2 separate regions of the Hordeum vulgare genome follow, and region 2 is linked to region 1. The links are chromatin contacts, called in public Hi-C maps. All regions are on one chromosome and are shown on one strand. The core of a region is the stretch at or near the end of the contact, and the rest is flanking DNA. Distances in the headings are between cores, read along the strand shown.

The links. Hi-C and Micro-C count contacts between places; a contact is called where the count stands out from the background.
Region 2: a contact with region 1 is called in a Hi-C map of leaf, with 2.5 times the contacts expected there. The contact joins the promoter of LOC123427802 here to the promoter of LOC123427801 in region 1. A contact is called at or near these places in 4 of 6 Hi-C or Micro-C datasets (leaf and seedling) and 1 of 1 datasets of contacts at active chromatin or transcription factors (embryo).

The regions. Positions count from the first base shown.
Region 1 is chr2H:611,800,677-611,803,719 of MorexV3_pseudomolecules_assembly, forward strand. It overlaps LOC123427801, which reads right to left and starts at 1,449. Exons shown (of 6, transcript XM_045111928.1): 1 at 1,208-1,449; 2 at 196-355; 3 at 1-99. The coding sequence starts at 1,237.
Region 2 is chr2H:611,943,783-611,946,825 of MorexV3_pseudomolecules_assembly, forward strand. LOC123427802 (ABC transporter C family member 2-like) reads left to right here and starts at 1,496. Exons shown (of 29, transcript XM_045111930.1): 1 at 1,496-1,598; 2 at 2,576-2,964. The coding sequence starts at 2,632.

The DNA of each region.
Region 1 (3,043 bases), core at 199-2,698:
TGGGCATGTTCTGAACCTTGTAGCTATCTACTGCTGGATCCTTGTCTACAACTTCGGTATTGCCGACTGCTGCAGGGCATTTGGCGGCACCGGAGCTGTCTGAAACTACAAGCAGAGCCAGATGGCTATAGATGTGATTACCTTAATCAGGGAAAAAGTAAGTTAAACACAAATAGGCTAGCGTTATGTATGTACCTTGGTCAAGAACATCGCATACTAATAATCTGTTCTGCGCTAGCGATGGCTCGGCGTTCTTCGAAGGCGATGTTCGCGACGAGCTGCTGCTGATGACCCTCACGCGGTTGTGGGCTCCCAGCAGCTTCATCCTCAGCTTTGTGGGAGAAAGGGCGCCTGCCTACATGAAGAACAAAGAGGTAAGTCTTCATCTACGGAAGCATTATAACTTAATAAAGTGTCTTGATTCAAGGTGGTAACCTCTATTATATCTTGTTCAAAATATTTCTAGGTAGGACCGTAGGAAGCTTATAGCTCTGTAAACTTCCAAGAAATTAGAAGTGCTGGTGTCATGCAAATTTTTAGACATTTGTGACAGTGACAGTGGATTGACCATTTGACACTTGTATTTCCTGACTGGGACACGGGGGTAGTGAAATCAGCATCACTTTAGCACGTAGTAGTACTAAAACAGTGCCGACGCCAAATTCTTCGGAAAAATGGGCGTTCTTTCTAGATTTCCACTGCCTATGCAGAAGGGACGACAGTTTTTCTGCATATTTAGCAGTACGCTTTACTTGAACTAGTTAGCTTCACTCTGACTGACAAAACAGATTTGCCCAACAAGTGATAACTGAAGAGAGCTACAGTTTATAAACAAACCGCTAACCAACTCTAGATTCTTAAAAAAGAAAAGGCTCCCAAATTGCTCGGCTCCGACGTCTGACAGCGAGACTAACTTTATAATCTTCTCATTGCAAAATAGGGAGACTGGCTTTGATCTGCCTATAGGAGAATGGAAGCTGCTATAAAAACGCAACAAAACATGGTAGACTTGGAAATGAGGAGCAGAGAAAGCACATCTATATCCAGAAAACGAAATATATATCTTCGGAAAAAAAAGGAAGGAAAAAATGTACTGGAAAAATGAAGCATCAGGAACGGCAACAACGGGTATGAACAGAGCAGGCCCTAATTCGGTGGGTGGGATCAAGCGAGCCACTGTGCTGGCCTCAGGAGATGGAGCCCGTACCTGGACCTTGTGAATCCTCTCGTACTCCATTGCCCCGTGCTGGTCCGCTGGATGTGTGCTTCCTTGTCTATCCCTGTTCGGGCGGCGGCTGCTGAGAGTGAGAGTGAGAGTGAGTGGGGGAGGGGGGGCTGAGGGAGGAAGAAGGGGATGGGGAGGGAAGGAGATGGGCGTGATGTGATGGGAGAAGAGAACACACTACGCTACGCTACGCTCTCAGTGGGGACTTGGCTACTGTAAGCAGAGATCTAACAGGCACGCCGTGATGTCTTGCCCTTTTTTAGTTCTTCTTCTCTACTTGCGCAGGACTCCACAGCGCAGCTTCTCTTCTCTGGCCGTGACAACTCCCTTTCCAAACCCCCCCAAAGAAAATTTACGTGTGTTTCCACTTCAACGAAAGGTCTCATCGACGCAGTGAAACCACAGAGCTGGGCTGTTACTGTGCTACAATTACTGCTAGCACGAACAGAGAGCCGTTTGCTGCACCTGTAGGAGTACTTGTTACCAACAACCTCAGACGGCTGTTCTTCTTTTTATTTTTTATTTACACGGAAAGTGCCCAGCCTCTTTTGCACGCCCGGATTAAACATAACCCCTCTCCCATTGCACAAAGTTATCTGGCCAGTGGCATCTCTCTCACTGGCGCGGAGTAGGAAAATCACCATCTGATTATCTCTCACTGACACGGATTAAGCATACAGAGTAATCTTTTGAAAATCTAGCATTTCTCGAGATGCGTGCGCTTTTAACGCCCCAAACTCCAATGCCCCAAACTTTTGCTGTGTTATTCTCGGCATCACAGTGGTGGTGGTGGTGGTCAAACAGAGGTCCCGATGCCGGACTTGGACTGGCCTCGACTGGACTGGACGGGATCCCTCTATCCGTCCACCAAGACCAAGACCAAGACCACGACCAAGCAGGCAACCCCACTCTGAATTACACGGCGCAGAGGGAGGCATGGGCGGCCGGCCCCGCCACACCTCCCCGTGTCAGTGACTCTGCGCGCACAAGCTTTATTAATATTATTTACCCGATCTCTCGGCCCTTTTCACCGTCCAGTTCAGTCCCATGTCATGATGCGCTCACTCGCCTCCCCTCCTCTCGCCGTGATCACAAGGCTGCCCCCGGCCGGTGTCGGTGTCGTCACGCATGAATATACTTTTGTCTTCTCCTCCGCCTCGCCGTTCGCCGAAGTTGACCCAGGTTTAGTTTTTCCTCTGCGCGCGTCTCGTACGTAGTGTACGTGTAGTTGGTTAGTATCATGGCCTCTGCTGTGCTGCTGCTGCTGCTGCATGCTTTGCTCTCCTCACCACCTCTGAATCTGATGGCTACCGGCCAAGCTTGCTGTGGCTCATGTGTTTGGATTCAATCACCGGGAAATAGTACCAGCGAGAATTATGGTCATGTGACTGTATGTATGAGGCGAGTGAGCCATGCATGCTACGGATCACGTACTAGTACTACTGGTGTGCTGGATGATTGAATTGGTGTTGCATGATTTGCTGTACTCGGGGGACTGATCATGGCGCATTTATCTGATTGATCATTGCGGCTGGTAGCCTTTAAAAGCCCCTGGTCCAACTCGGTGGTGGCCATGCATGCACTCGTCAGTACGAGTGCTTACAAAGCAGTTTGATTAACAATGCTCCAGCTACTAGTTTGAGTGCCGTCCATTTTTGATAGGTTTGACTGATCAAACACGCTGATGATTGAGCGTACGTACTAATTTATCCCAGCTAGTTTCGCATTTATCGAGTCTTCGTTACTCCCTCGGTCAAGGTTTAAGCGTGCATTTTTTTATACTCCCTCGTTCCTAAATATAAGTCTTTTAACAGATTT
Region 2 (3,043 bases), core at 246-2,745, 140 kb after region 1:
GATTGGCAATTGGCTGCAGCCCAGACATACCCTACACTCCACTGCGTGTCGCTGTTGTTCGCATCGGAGCGGCTCAGCTGCGACAGCGAGGCGCGAATCGACCGGTAGGACCTTGGGGATCTTTCCCTTTTGACTTGCCCGTCGTCCCGGTGGCTGTGCGGCGCGGGCCGTCAGCGCTGACGTCCTCCTCCCCCGTGCCTCACCAACCCGCAAGGCATATAGGCACGAGCTGAGCAGACACCTAATCTGCTCAGATTATTATGCTTAAATAAATAATCATGGGGAAAGGTAGCTTTTGTTAGCCGCCTGGGATTAGGGAGCGCTGCTTAGAAAATCCGTTGGAACGCACGGCCTAGTGTTGCTAGGGTTCCTTTCGCAAAAAAGAGAAATTAAATTGCTTGGATCCCACAGTTTTGTTTGATTGATTCCACAGTTTTGTTCCCAACGAAAATGATTCCACACAAGTACTACCACTACATTTTTTTCTCTAAACTATTTTCAAATACAGTTACAAACGTTCATACATATATATATATGCATATACATTTATTTTTATGAATGCGCAAACACATACCCCATCGTATAAACATCTTATATAAACACCTTTCAAAGATTGAATTGGTACATCATGTGAACTACGCGATCTAAACATATGTGCATTTCTTTTACAGTTACGTGCAGCAGAAACACCATGTCAAATACTCCCTCCGTTTCAAAATATAAATAGGTCCACATAGAAAGCAAAATGAATGAATCTATACTTTAAAAAAATATCTATGTTTTAAAATATAATCCACTGTCGAAAAACCTCTAAAAAGACTTATATTTAGAAAGGAAGGAAGTACCAACTGTTTTTGTGTGGTGAAATTTGCGACAAAAATGCTACACATACAGACTGTTACAGGATGGCTACGGACCCTTTCATAACTTTCCTCACCCCTCCCTGATTTTCATCCGGATGGGGCCCAACTCTCACCCTTAATCCAATTAAAACATGCTAACTCAAGAATCAGCCTGTAAACTTAACGTCCGTACATGTAGCATTACCCAATTTGCGGGGAGGCTCGTCAAAACGGAACCCAAATCTTACCTGTATTCGGGAGACGCGGCAGTAGCTACAGCAGCATATTACCACCGGAGTACTTTTTGCCATGCTGGTTCGTTCGTTCACCGGTGGCTCGATCTGTAGAGGGAGGGATCACGTGTCACGCTGGCCTACACAGCGCCGGACCGCGCGTAGAAAATCGCAAAAAGGACAAAGCGGGGCCGTGCGCCGTATTATTCTACGTACACCACCTAAAAAATTCGCGGAGAGAAAGAAATGGAAGAGAATCAGAGCAAGCACTCCTCCTCCTCCTCCTGCCAGTCGCACCCAAAAGGAAAGGAAAGGAAAAAAACAGTGAGTGCAGACTTTTAACCCCCCCACCCCCATGCCAATCGCCAGAATCCAAACCCATAAATAATCCCTCCCTCCCTCTCCCCACCCTCCCTCCCACCTCCCAACGAGACGCAGGGAGGCCGCGAGAGAGATGCTGGCGCTGCTTCGGGTGCGCCGCCGCCGCCGCCTCTCCGCCTGATCCCGCCCCCGCGCCCGCGAGGTGAGCTCCGCCGCCGACGCCTTCCCGCCCAGCCGCGACCGATCTCGGCGCGGCGAGTTTTTTCGGTTGGATTTTCCCCGAGGTTTCTCCGGGGGGCGTGGGCTCCTGTGATTTGGATTGGGTGGGTGCCTTGTCGCGTAGCCCGCCTTTTGGGTGGCTCTCGTTCGTCTCATCTCCCCCGGAGAGAAGAAGATAACTCGGCGCCGCTTGCCGCAGAAAGGTTCCCTTTCCAATAAGCCTCTGGTTATTACTCCCAGAGCACCGCGTAAAAAGAGCTGCGAAGGCTCGCGGGAGTTCCTGCGGGGTTTGGACCGGCTGGGCGCGTATTCTCTCGGGACGATGATGATGAAGCTTTTTTCTTCATGTACTAATTCCTATTTAACTCGCATGATAGGCGTGTTCCGTCTGCAACACTCGTATCGTATCTGCTTGACTGCTTTCCCATGGATTCGGTTCAGGAGGCGAAAAACATGTCGAGCTTTCTGCGTTTTGTTTTTCTCCTCTCTGTTTTTTTTTCCTCTCCACCTTTTTGTGCTTCAAATCCTGTTTGTGGACCGTGGAGTCGATCGTGCGCGATGAGCCTCGTGCTTCATGCTCTGGTCAACGCATAGAGGTTTAGTGAGGATTATGCTTAACCTGCGTGCAACGAATCTGTATGTGATAGTAGATTGGTTAGCTGCCCGAAGTCTTCCTTGCTGTACAGTTTTCGTTGACCATTTATTGATTGAAGGCATTTCTGTGTAGTATACTGATGCTGCAAGTGCATTTATTGCTTGGCTACCTAAGACTCTGCTACCTGTTTAGTTGGTGCAGAATTTTGTGGGCACATTGATGTTGCCAACATTACAGTGATTGATTGGCTGGCACCGAAATCTTTGTTAGTTGTTGCCCATTTTGTTGGTACATACGTTTGTAGGATACTGCAGGTCATTGGCTGAATTCTCTCTGGTTTCGTTGCTTTTGTTTCTTGAATTCAGGGGGAGATCAGAACTGAGCGAGGACTGGGGGGGATTGCTAAGAGGGAGGCGTCGAGATGGGGTCCAAACCACTGGAATGGTACTGTCAGCCGGTGAAGGATGGGGCGTGGTCTCGCGCTGTGGAGAGTGCATTTGGCGCATACACACCCTGCGGCATCGACACCCTGGTGGTGTGCATCTCGTACCTCGCACTTTTCTGCGTTTGCTTCTATCGAATATGGAGGACGACCAAGGACTACAAGGTGCAGCGGTACAAGATACGCTCGCCCTACTACAACTATCTGCTTGGGCTGCTTGTGGCGTACTGCATAGCAGAGCCGCTGTACAAGATTGTCACTGGTACCTCCATCATGAACTTGGATGGGCAGTCTGGCCTTGCTCCATTTGAGGTGAGAATGCTTCATATCGTCGTTGCCAAATCTTGGCTTGATTTGTATGGTGGTATGCTATTCCTGCTTGACGAGTATA